Regions from separate parts of the Triticum aestivum genome. Here region 2 is linked to region 1. Evidence: chromatin contacts called from public Hi-C data. All regions are on one chromosome and are shown on one strand. Each heading gives the region's core, a stretch centred on a gene start, on an enhancer-like site or on the middle of the called end of the contact. The rest is flanking DNA. Distances are from core to core; before and after follow the strand shown.

What was found. A called contact is a pair of places that touch in the nucleus more often than the background predicts.
Region 2: a Hi-C map of leaf shows a contact between it and region 1, with 3 times the contacts expected there. The contact joins the enhancer-like site here to the promoter of LOC123149378 in region 1. A contact is called at or near these places in 5 of 5 Hi-C or Micro-C datasets (leaf, root and an unstated tissue) and 1 of 1 datasets of contacts at active chromatin or transcription factors (leaf).

The regions. Positions count from the first base shown.
Region 1 is chr7A:690,841,512-690,848,223 of IWGSC CS RefSeq v2.1, reverse strand. It overlaps LOC123149378 (F-box protein AFR), which reads left to right and starts at 2,194. Exons shown (of 1, transcript XM_044569022.1): 1 at 2,194-5,296. The coding sequence starts at 2,287. The coding sequence ends at 3,642.
Region 2 is chr7A:690,900,559-690,906,573 of IWGSC CS RefSeq v2.1, reverse strand. No RefSeq gene overlaps it. Among protein-coding and RNA genes, the nearest start is that of LOC123149379, 17 kb to the left of the region's middle. Within about 2 kb of position 4,688, at least 4 of the 8 cell types and tissues checked have an H3K27ac peak or open chromatin away from gene starts, as enhancers often do. A contact at or near this core is called in leaf, where this site is marked.

The sequences.
Region 1 (6,712 bases), core at 945-3,444:
TGATGCGTATTTTATTAGATATGCTATTTTACACCCCGACTGAAATTAATTCTGCTTCATTCGAATTTTGCTCCGGCCGGTCGCGTGCTCTGATAAAGCTTAAAATTTCTCGTAGATGTTGTTGTGTTCAATCCCGTCCCAGGGTTAGTGTGGTCTCATGTAGTTTCATTGTTTTGACTAAATTAGAATTGGTTATTGTTTTTTTATATTGGGTAAAATAATTCCCTTTTCAATAGTAGAATATATTTCCTGGTTATATTATGACTTCTTGTATGTTTGAGAATAGAATATGAGTTTAACATATAAGATCTTCAACAATTTCATTGTAATTTCTATTTCGATGCTTCTTCTCTTTTTTTACATGGCTCATATATGATATATTTTTACATTTTATACTTTATATAAGTTAAAGTGTCTAATAAATGCACTTTTGATTGCAAGTGAATGGTAAGATCCGGGTTTTGCTTCTAGTATTGATTTTGCCTAGTTCCGGAATTATTATTTATGTTTTCTAATAGTTTATTTCTATGTGACCGTTTACAATGACGATTCATCCCTGTTTTCTCTAAATTACTTTTGTTTGATACAAATTTTTACAATTTGAATGTACATGAGTTACATTGTTTATTGCCTGTATTTTTAGCCACTAGCGGTGGAATTGTTTGGCATAATTTCCTCGACTTCTTTCATTTACAGGAACAAACTAGGACTTTTTTCTTTTGATGTCATTTACTTTGTAATGCAGATGGCTTACAAGTGTTCACATTCAATTGGTTACAAAATTTAAACGAAGTTGAATTCATTTTGAGTTGAATGTGAATTGTGAAATATACGGTCCCCTTATGTATGGCATAACATACAATGCACATGTGCATTTGCAAGTTTTTGTAGGAGATTCTATGTTAAGCCACAACGACAATAAAAACATACATCTCTCGAGTTTCAACATCTGGTCTCAAAGAGTTGCTTTGATACCCCCCTTCCCCAAAAGAAAATTTAAAAAAATGTATTTTTGTATTTTACTTGATCTAATCCCAAGTCAAAATTATATTGCTAGTTAGATCCTAATCCGCATCTAGCTCGTCATCTCACCGCAGCCTCATTGAGGGAAAAATTCCAGTTCTCTTGCGTACAAAAGAGTTGCTTTTCACAGACTCTACTGGCAAGCACAAAAGGGAAGCGCCCGTCGACGATCTGCAACATTTTAAGCTTGTTCAAACGGGTCATGTACTAGGGCTGGTCGAGATGCAGTGTAATTCATCAGGAATATCGTGGAGTAAATATCTATGGCCACCAATCTTAACTTTCACTTCAATCTCATTCAATGTATGCTTGCAAGATAGGCTTTTACATTGAAGTGAAATTGACTAAACCACTCTTTTAATTGAAGTGGTAAGTTGTAATCTTTTATTGGCACCATAAGTCGTAAAAACTTTCTTAGAGGGGGTGTACCCAAGCATGGCTAGGGTTTGCTAGCATATATGACACATACCCATTTTCATCAATCCATATGTTACACTTGACACACTCCCACCATATCACAAAATAATTTACATTCTTGTAGTTTTGATGTTGATTAAGATGCAACTTGGATACTCGCTCATTTTTATATACAAGGCGACTTCATTCTTTCTGTGTGTAAATATGATCGTTAATTTTACCCAAAAATGTGAGCTATATGTCATTCAAAGAAATTTTGTTTGATATATTTTTAATGACACGTAACCCATGTTCTGTTAAACCAAATTATATGTCGCAATTTCACAGGAAAAACAAAGTGGCCTCGTATGCAGAAACGAAAGGTCAATTGGATAAGCATCATTGATCCCACAATTTCACAAGAAAAACAAAGTGACATTGTATGCAAAAACGAAAGGTCAATTGGATAAGCATCATCGTTCCCACAATTTCACAAGAAAAACAAAGTGGCCATGTAAGCAGAAACGAAAAGCCAATTGGATAAGCATCATCTATCCCCTAATTTCACTGGGAAAACAAAGTGGCCTTGTATGCAGAACGAAAGGCCAATGGACAAACATCTTCGATCCCGTAATTTCACGAGAAAAATAAAGAGGCCTTGTAAGCATAAAGAAAGGTCAATTGGATAAGCGTCCTCAAGAAGGCTGTATGTGCGGTTTTTGGTGCTCCTCCGCCCAGAGCTGTGTGCATAGCACTCCAGAGTCCAGATCTGAGCGCTGAAAAAAGGATCCGACGGCCAGAACGCTCCGTATCGCATCGCCAGATCCGAAGCTCTGACAGGCAGCGCCACAGGCCCGCCCGAGCGCAATGGCAAAAAAGTCAGCCAGCGCCAGTGCGCCCACCCGCTTCCTACTCGCACACCTCTATAAATTGCGCACCGCTCCCCTCCCTCCCCCACAATCCTCCATTCCGACCAGAGCAAAGCTCAGAGCAACGCTACCCCGCCCCGCCCAGCAGAGTTCCATCCCAAAACCGCGGCAAGAACGCCGTCCGGCAGCAGGTGCGATGAGCTTCTCGTCGGCGTGCAAGCAGCAGGTGCTGGGCGCGGGCGGCGAGGAGGCGAGGGAGGAGGAGGGGGCGATGGAGCTCATCCCCGGCCTGCCGGAGGAGGTGGCCGAGAAGTGCCTCCTCCACCTCCCCTTCCTCTACCACCGCCTGTTCCGCACCGTCTCCTCCAACTGGAACAGGTTCCTCACCGACGCGCCGGGGGCCGCCGCCAAGACCAAGGGCTCGGCCCCGCCGGCGGCGACGGTCTCGCTCTCGCTGCCGTTCCTCTTCGCCTTCGCCTTCGACCCCGTCTCGCGCCGCCTCCAGTGCCAGGCGCTCGACCCCTTCTCCCGCCGCTGGCTGCTGCTGCCCCCGGTCCCCTGCGGCGCCGCGGCCGGCTCGTTCGCCGTCGTGGGCCTCCCCGCGCGCGGCGAGATCTACGTGATCGGCGGCGTGGAGGAGGGCGGCGACAAGGCCGTGAGCAGCGTGGCCGTCTACAGCGCGGCGACCAACGGGTGGGGGCAGGTGGCCGGCATGAGGACGGCGAGGGGCTACATGGCGGCCGGCGAGGTGGGCGGGCGCGTGGTGGTGGCCGGCGAGGACGGAGAGGCGGAGGTGTTCGACCCAGAGGCCGGTCGCTGGTCGCCCGCGGCTCCCCGTGGCGGCGCGGCCGTGGCGAGGTACGACGCGGCGGCGGCGGGCGGCAAGCTGTACGTGACGGAGGGGTGGGCGTGGCCGTTCGAGCGCGCGCCGCGGGGCGCGGTGTACGACGCGGCGGCGGACGCGTGGTCCGACATGGCGCGCGGGATGCGGGAGGGGTGGACGGGCTCCTGCGCCGTGTCGGGCGGCCGGATGTACATCGTGGCCGAGTACGGCGAGTGGCGGCTGAAGCGGTACGACGAGCCGCGGGACGAGTGGCGGATGGTGGCCGGCGGCGGGGTGCCGCAGGAGGTGCGGCGGCCGCACGTCGTGGCGGGCCAGCTGGAGGAGGTCGGCGGCGGCCGGCGCAGGATCTACGTGGTCGGCGCGGGCCTCGACGTCGCCGTCGGCACCGTCGTGTCCGCCGCCAACCACGGCGCCGGCACGGAGGAGGAGCGGGTGGAGTGGGAGGTCGTCAAGGGCCCCGAGGAGTTCGTCGGGCTGGCGCCGTGCAACGCGCAGGTCCTCTACGCCTGAGCCGCCAACCAAGCTCGTCGGCGCCAGGCACCGGCGGGGGGAAGGGAAAGGAGACCCGACCCTGGGCCCGCACGTCAGCCACCAGCGCCTCCGTCATCGCCGAGCCAGTAGCTCACTGCTGACGCCGCAGCGGTCGGGCAGCTACTGTTACTAGTACTCTACTAGCCAGCCGAGCGCACGGGCGGGCGGCGAGGCCTGCCATGCGGGGCCCGCGCGTCAGCCACCGGTGCGAGAGCCTGCTGAGCAGAGCAGGGGAGGAAGCTTGCGTGCGTGCGTGCGTGCGTGCGTGTAAAGGGCAAAATGATTACACCTGCAGCAATGGCTCGTAGCAGTCCACCAGGCTTTATTTCCCGCTTTATCAGAGCATTTTTCCCCTTGCGTTGCGTTTCGTACTTGGAGCGACGGCGTGGAGTGAGCTCGACGTCAACGGCATAGTATGTCCTCTCGCTCTCGACCCAACACCACGGGGTGGGACGGATTGGTATCTCCTCTTTTCCTCCTGGCCCGATCGACGCGAGTGGCTTCTTTTTCCTTCCAATTCTAATGGGGGGAGTGGGCGCTAATCATGGCGCGACGGCGACGTCTGTGGCCCGGACCGCGCCTAGTGGGAGGGCGCGGGATGGGGGACGCATAATGGCGGCGTCGCGTGCGTGGTGGTGGTAGCCCGCTAGGGTCCGTCCTAGCTCCTAGGGTCCTAGCCCGGTGGTACTACTGCACAAATGGACTTTGATTCCACTCCTCTTGTAAAAGTTTTAGGCCTTTTTGGTTCATAGGATAAAAAAATTATAGGAAGTGAGATAACATGCATATAGAAAAAGAGATGTCATTTGATGCATAGAGTAGAAATTTTTTCATTGAGTCTTAACTAATGTTTTTTCCCTCTAAAATGTGAAGGATTGCTTCATATCCTACATAGGAATAGGAATCCATTCCTACAAACCAAATGACTTTAATTTTTTTCCCTTTGCAAATCCTATCCTATAAAATTCCTACAAACTAAAGGAGGCCTTAGAGCGTTTTATTTCCTACACTAATTTTCCGCGCGGACCTTGTTTGGAGCGCTGGATTGGAGTCGATATGGTGTCTTTATTCATGCTTCGTCTTCTTCGAGCCAATCTTCCGGACTTCGATCCTCCTTGAGTCCATTCATCAAGATGCAGACGACAACACTTCAGCGTACATTTCTATCATCTCTTAGAAACAATGCATAATAGGGCTATTCATCGTGCGTGTGCGACGGCGAGAATATGATGCCAGTTGCTTCGGGTCGATTCAAGGGTCCAATGACGACGATGGCGATTCTGGCGCGCTAGTCCTTACGCGCACGAAAACTTCCCATTTGTCGTCAATTAAGTCAACTCGGCTTCCGTGGGCAAGAGGCGATAGCAGCGCCTCGGCGGCTTCCTCTGGCGGCGGCAGTGGCCATTCAGTGCTGCAGATTCCTCAATGTAACTTGCAACATTATGTTTAGAATGCTTTTTTTTTTACTTTTTATGACCATTTGTAATAATAATAATAATAGTAGTAGTAGTAATAATAGTAATAATAGTAATAATAATAATAGTAATAATAATAATATCTAAGCATTAGTTTTTTCACACATTTTTTGAGGTGTTGCAGAAAATGGGCATGTAATAATAATATATTTGATGCACTTGCTCCATCTTGAGCATAAGGTTTCTGATACATTTTTCCTGAAATTTTATCCATCTTGCAAATAGAAATGCATGGCAAATTTGTATTCGTTAGCTGATACTTTTTATGCCCTTTTCATATCACCATATGGCAAGTCGGAATTTGAGTGCACCTTATAAACATGGAAACATAGTACATCTGTAAAATGTTTCCAATGGTCACATATAAAATTCAGAACTTCCTAGTTTTTTTTTCAAAACATGGCACATTTGCCATGGTATATTTAGGTTTTCACCCATGGAAATTTTTCCAGGATCTTGGATAGGATTATATATTGCCGTGGATAATTGCAAAAAAAATCGCTAAGAATGTTCATAACATGGCATATTCATATATGGTCACATGGCAAATTCAAAACATTTTGCTTTCAAAACATGGCAAACTGTATAAATCTTCAGGAATGTCTACATGCCATACCTATGGATTTTTAAACTTGCCATAGGGCAAATGTATATATTCTTGACAATTTTCTGAACTTGTTATTTCTTCCACAGAAAATTAAAGAGAAAATGTTCTCACAAAAAGCATGGCCAATTTTTAAGGTGACATGACAATGTTTTTGCAAAATCACATGGCAAAAATTAAGAAACCCTTTTTTTAGAGTAAAATCACATGGATTTTTTTATACACTGGCAAATTCTTTTTCTTACTTTTATGAGTGGAAATTTATGTTTGTAGCATGGAAATTTATTCTTTGTAACATGGCAACAATAATTTGTATTACTTCTCACATGGGAAAATTCGTAGCATTTTTTCTAATTATGGCGAATTTATATAATTTTCATATGATGTGCACATTGTATATCCTTTCAAGTACTATACAATGTTTGCCATGTTATTATAGATAACGTGGCAATTTTCTTAGCTTGTTACTGGTCCATGGCAAAATAAAGAGAAAATTTTCTCACAAAATACATGGGAATTTTTTTAAATCAAATAGAAAAATTTAGAAATCCATTTTCAGAATAGATTCAGATGGCAAATTTAATTTTTTTTGTACCATGAAAAATTCCTTTTTCTTACTTCTATCGTGGAAATTTTATTTTTGTACCATGGAAAATTTATTTGTACGTACCACACCATTTTTCATTTTTGAGCTTACCATGTCAATTTCTTTTTTAGTAAATTATTTTTGAACCATGGCAATTTTATTGTGCACAACATTATTATTTTTGAACAAACTACGGCAGAAAAGAAATTGAAGTACCACGGTAAATTATTTGAGCATGCCTTGGAAATTTTATCTTAACATACCGTGGCAAACTTTTCTGTTTTTACGATGGCATACTTGGCAGTTTTTATGCTACATAACATGGCAACTTTGTTTGGGTTTTAAGATGGATTTCCTTTTTAAATTACATGAATCTTGAAAATG
Region 2 (6,015 bases), core at 3,439-5,938, 56 kb before region 1:
TATATACTATGCAACGCTCATAATGATCCCAAGAGAGAGCCGCATCAACTAAAAGTAAATGATTCAAAATTTCAAAATACTTAAGTAAATAATCCAGAGCTTGTTTTTTCAAGTGCTGGTTTTATTTTATTTTCAAGTTCTATTTTTCAAAAAGACTAAAAAACAGAATATGCGAATTCTGGTTTCACGGAACCTAACTTGATGAAGATTTAAATGTAGACAATTAAAAGAGTTTATATACTTGTATGTAAATGTGTATCTACTTGAAATGAAATCCTCATCTCATATTATAATATTTTTTGACCAACCGAAAAGTGAATATTATGTATGTATAAAGATGAGAGTTGTTCATATGTGTCAAGATGTACCTTCGTCTAAAACATTCACATGCTTGCCCAATAGATAGATTCGAAGATGAAGCAAAATATGGAAGAAGGAAAAACTGGGGAAAAAAGAAGAAGAAAAAAGAAAAAGAAAAAGGAAAGCAAAGGAAGAAAATATCGCCCATTATTGGGCCGGCTGGGAGAGTATGGGCTGCAATTTGCTATTCGACGCAAGAAAACGAGCGGCCGAACAGGGAAAGGCTGTGTGGAAGCCCACATGAAGTCTACGGTGTCCCTCTACACACTGCGACCGCGAGCCCGATTCCTGTTCTCAGTTTTTGCGCTTCACAATAGTGTTTTTTGTAGGAGACAATAGTGTTCCTTGGAATAAAGAATCCTCTCTTGAGACGGTGATGGATGACGTCGCCTGGCTTTGCTCCACTCATTCAATCAACTCATGGCCCCTAAAAAAATCTTGTGTCGCCTCGATCGGCACCGGTGGGGGGTGTCTTCTGACATCCGTGATCATATATGGAAAATTAAAGTTCCCCCAAATATTCTTCTCTTCCTATGGCTGATCTTCAATAACAAAAGACTTACAAGAGATAACTTAGCCAAATGGAGACATGTAGATGATATTTCTTGTGTTTTCCGTAATGATCACGAATCTATTCAACATTTGTTCTTCGGGTGTATAGTGGCTAGAGAAATTTGGCTAGCTATAGCTAAAGCTTTTGGTATTTCTGTACCTACTTCTTTTATCTCAGTGGCTTCTTTATTGGAAGAAGAAGAATTTTTCTTGTGAAGTTGTGAATATTGCATCAACTGTTACCTTGTGGAGCTTATGGCGCTTGCACAATGACTTTGTCTTTTAAGGGAGAAAATGACGAAGCTTTCGCCGTGTCTTGGATCTGGTGGGGGCAACAACAAGGCAATGGAATATTCTCTGTACAGACACACAGGGTGCTCTTCTTCGCCGGTGCTTAAGGCTTTTTGATCGTCGAAGAGGGAAATTGCTTAGGATTGTCTGGCGTTGATGATGCTTGACAGGGGGGCTTTGTGGCATTTTGCGATCTTCAATTGTTGTATCTATCTGCCATGTTATGTTATCTGCTTGACAGGGTAACTTAGAACCCTCCAGTGCTATGTGTCTGTGGCAGCTACTTTGGTTGTCCCCGAGAGCTGTTAACAGTTTGGTTGTTTCGGTTCTGCCTTGGCTTTAATAAAAGTTGAGGCTGGGGGGCAACCCCTTTCGTTTCAAAAAAGAAACAGAACCGGTGGGTGTCGGGTCGATCGGAGGAAAGATCTCTACAAAATCCTGTTGTCGCCGAGGATCTAAATTCCCATAATAACAAGTTATACAGTAGGTTTATTTTATCCCTGGCAGGATCTAATGACAGTAGCGTGATCATCACCAGAGATAGATGAGGATACAAGACGCATGCACGTTTTGAGAACATTCGTTGGCAATGGCCGATGCAAGACACGACGTGGGAATAGATTTGAGAGATCGTCGAGTATCGGCCGGAAGCAGAACATAATCCTATGGGACGTGTCCATCTGAGCTGACAAAACAATGCGTCGATATGGCGCGCAAGTGCAGACGTACAAGTCGTGGATGCAAATGTAGTCGTCAAATCATGACAGGCTCTTGAGTAGCACCACACACGATTTACTCACCATCTAAGCAGACATATCTAATTGCAATCCTACAAGTAGTAGTATTATCTTATGAGATGCTTCGCAAGATTGTTAATTGCGTGGCTACTGAACTTCGGGACGGAATAATGAACAGATAATATCCTAGCTAGCTAGTGGCAAAGCAGTTGAAGCATCACGACTGGACAAGGTCTCTTTGCCTACGAAAAATGAAAAATGAAGGTGGCAAGTAGTAGGAGGCGTGCTAGCATGGTAGCTAACCCCAGCGATCTGTCCCAACTGTATGTGTGTTACCAGCTCTGATTGCCTTGAGTTTAGTTGCAATAACTGGAATCAACTCCAATAGGACATGACAAGGTTCTTCTGTGCCCTCGTGACTGGCGAGCAGCCTGAGTGTAGCAGTCTATTCAGAATTAGGGCATCTCATAAGATTTTTTTTTTCAAAACGGAGGCAAAAGCTTTGCCTCATCTCATAAGATTGTGCCTAAGATATGTTCATGTAGCCCTTCAAGATGTAAGATGGTTCTTGTCTTAGGGCATCTCATAAGATTGTGCCTAATTCTCAACAATGTTCAGAAACAGCTTAAATGCATCCACGTACGCCAGCTTGATGGCATATCAATCATGTGAACCAAAAGGAGCCAGAGAAATTAAAGCGATCGAGAAAGGGGCCATATGAGTTTATAAATACTGCTGGTGTGTAATCGATCCAAGCACGAGACGTGAGCAAGGATTTTTGAATTATGAGGATGGTTGCTCTGATCTTTGACAATACTCGCTACATACTCGCTGAACGCGGTTGTTTGCCACAGTTTTAGGCCCTCAATGATGCGCAGCGAACTGATACTATTATCATGTCGTAGTTAGCCTGCTACCCATGATAATTTGGCATGACCGCATGAATCCGGCTGCATGAACTAAATTTAATACCCCACGTCTGAAAACGAACTGAATGTTCTTAATTTGTCATAAAAAACTTGCCGCAACTAGAAAGTACAATCTACTAGAATGCTTTCAATTGGGTCAAAAAAGTGGACGTCGATAATGCCCATACGTGTGTCATACTAGACATTCAACTACACACCGTGTGTGGCGTGGACAGAAGGCAGTCCACACGGGCTGTGTGTGAGCGAACATTAGAATTGCCCACACGTGTGGGCGCAGCTACTTCGTGCCACACACCTAAAAAATACTATCATCTTCACCCCGCGCGTGTGGCACGAAGCAAAAATGTCCACACGTCCCGCCGTAACTACGTTAGGTAACCCACAGGATGACAGTTTAGTTGCCATCCGGGATGGCAGATGTAGTTATTCGGAATGGCAAATATAATTGTAAAAGAAATAGCAACTCTATCTGTTTTGATTAACTATAGTTGCCATGTCTAATTTATGGTAGTTGCCGCGTGTAATTAAACCATAGTTGCCGTGTGTGATTAACTACTTGCCACATATGGTCAAATAGTAGTTGCCATGTGTGTTTACTTAGTTGTCGTGTGCGGTACAACCATAGTTGCCATGTATGGTTAATCACAGTTGTCATGTGTGTTTACCCTGGTTGTCACATACGCGCAACTGCAGTTGCCGTCTAGCAATGAATCACAGTTGTCATGTGTGTTTACCTAGTTCCACGTACGCGCAACTGCAATTACCATCCAACAACGTACGAGTGTTGTGTGGGCGAACTTCGCCCACACACGCGTTGACTAGGTGGTGGTCGTGTGTGCAGAAACTAGTTCGCTCACACAGCACAGCTGGCAAACCGCGTGCTGCGAGGCGTGTGGGCGAACTCTCAAACACCCACACACCAGCCCCGTCCTACGCGGCACTCAAAATCCGCCTCAATGTGTCAAGATTCGTGCAAACTTGACTGGACGGTGATCCATGCGTGGGGGCGAGTTATAAAAATGCCACACGTGTGGGCGTTAGTATTTTCGAGAAAAAACTAAAATGCTTTGAAAGATTTATTTTCATCAAGAGGTCTCACCGCTTGCTAGAAATCATAGAGTACAAAATTAGAGCGTAGAAAAGCAATTTAGAGGGTTCATACCTTTCAACCAAACGGACCTTTGAAAGAAAAAAATAGTTATATGGAGCGAAATCCTTCAAAGTTATTCTGGAAATTCTTTGTACCAAAGACAAGATGGCAATCAATCACGGCCATGAGGAGTCACTTATTACTAGCCATACAAGTGTCAAGCAGACAGCAGGACCATATCGATCAAATCAAGTATTCATCATCCACACATCGTGTCCATCCATCCACTAGCTACAAGGACAGGCAAAGCCTTTCCTTGCCCTGGCACGACACGAGGTCCAGCCTCTGGGGCACCGGATATGACCTGTGGATGGAAGTGCCAAAACGCGCACAGCCCGTCGTATATGGTAATATTCCGTTGCTTTTGCTTATATCCCCACGACCTCGGATTTGATCACACGACGGAGATAATGCGGGTGCGATTGAGCTGTCGAATTGCGGGAGCGGAGGCGGTGGTCGATGGTGCCATCGCACCAAGATTTCAGAGGGTGCTGGGTGGTGGTGGTGGTGGTGGTATCCGTATCTTTGCTACACCCCTGCGTCCACTCACGTCCCGTCGGCCTCAAGGGCGCGATTCACTCAAGCAATTCACCTAGCTAACTAGGACGGGACGCGATGTGACAGGACAGCGGACACGGCAGGGCAAGGGCAAATGTTGGAGCTCACGTACAATACCTACCGGTGCCATTGGGAAGAAGGCGATGCACCATGCACGGGTCGCCGTCGTGGGGTGTGAGAGAGAGCCTGCCGATGCCGACGGAGGGCAACGCGTGGGTGCCCTACAAAACAGCGTGGGGATCGGACCACCGCGTCGACGGCCGACGTGCGGAGAGGTGTGCACGCGACGGATGGATGGCGCATGCACGGCCCGCCGGGACCAGCCAGCCACTGCCCACAGCGACCGGCGGTACGGCCGTGATGGGGATGAGGATGGAAGAGTGCTGTTCGCGGTGTACGTACCGCTGTGCTTTGTACTTGTGCTCATCAACAATTTGTGCGGCCGGAGCAACGAGGTGCGGTGAATGTACACATGGTGGGTGTCCTTCCTTGTCGGTTGATGAGGAAGGATGGCCATCGAACGTAACTTGCGTGGCAAAGCTACCTCAGGGGCTGCTGCATTCATGCGCTCTTAGAACATATATAGCCGTACTTGATAGATCCGATCCCTAAAACAATGCGTTTGTGGACAGTAGTCGATCACGTCTTAAATTTGCTACTCTATATCCAAATCTTTTATATTTCAACCTTAGATTCAAACAAAGCATGCAAAAAAATCATATGTACTACCCTAACTAATCTTCGTCGTCAGAGATATCAACGACGTCGGTGCCGGGCGCCAGGTGAACGGGCGCGTAACAGGGCTCCGGCTCCTCCTCCTCGACCTCATCCATGTAGGCGGGCATCTCCTCTTCCTCTGCAGCGTGCTCCACCTCCATCTCATGCTGACGACAGCGTGTGGCCTTTGAATCTGACTCCGAGCGAAGGGAATCGAGGATAGTCTGCTGCCTTGCCTAGATCAGCGTCCACCACATCCTCCTACTCCTTCTCAACCCCCTCTTCCTCCTCCAACTCCTCCTCCGGGATCCACTACATCCGGAGGTAGCCCCGTGGGGATCCGGCCTTCGCTCCTTGCCCGGATCTGCTCAAGGAGCTACGCCGGCGCTCTGGTGTTAGAAATGGATAGCTCCTCACCTGGCAGGGCGGGGGCACGGCTAGTAGTGGTGGCAGACGAGGAATGGAAAGAAGTGGCGGCGACGGACGGGAAGAGGAAGTTTCGGTTCCGCCGTCGGATCAAATTGCCGGGCTAGGCAGTACGCGGCTCGCCGGAGCGATGCCATGCGGCAACAACTGTCCGACGCGAAATGAGACGAGTTTTAGACCGCCGGGTTTCGGATTGTTTTCATGTGGGACCCAGCATCAGTCCGACGTGGCAGACACGCCCGGGCGCGTTTAGGCACCTCATATTTTGACTGGATATAAGGAGTGCCGGTCAGCC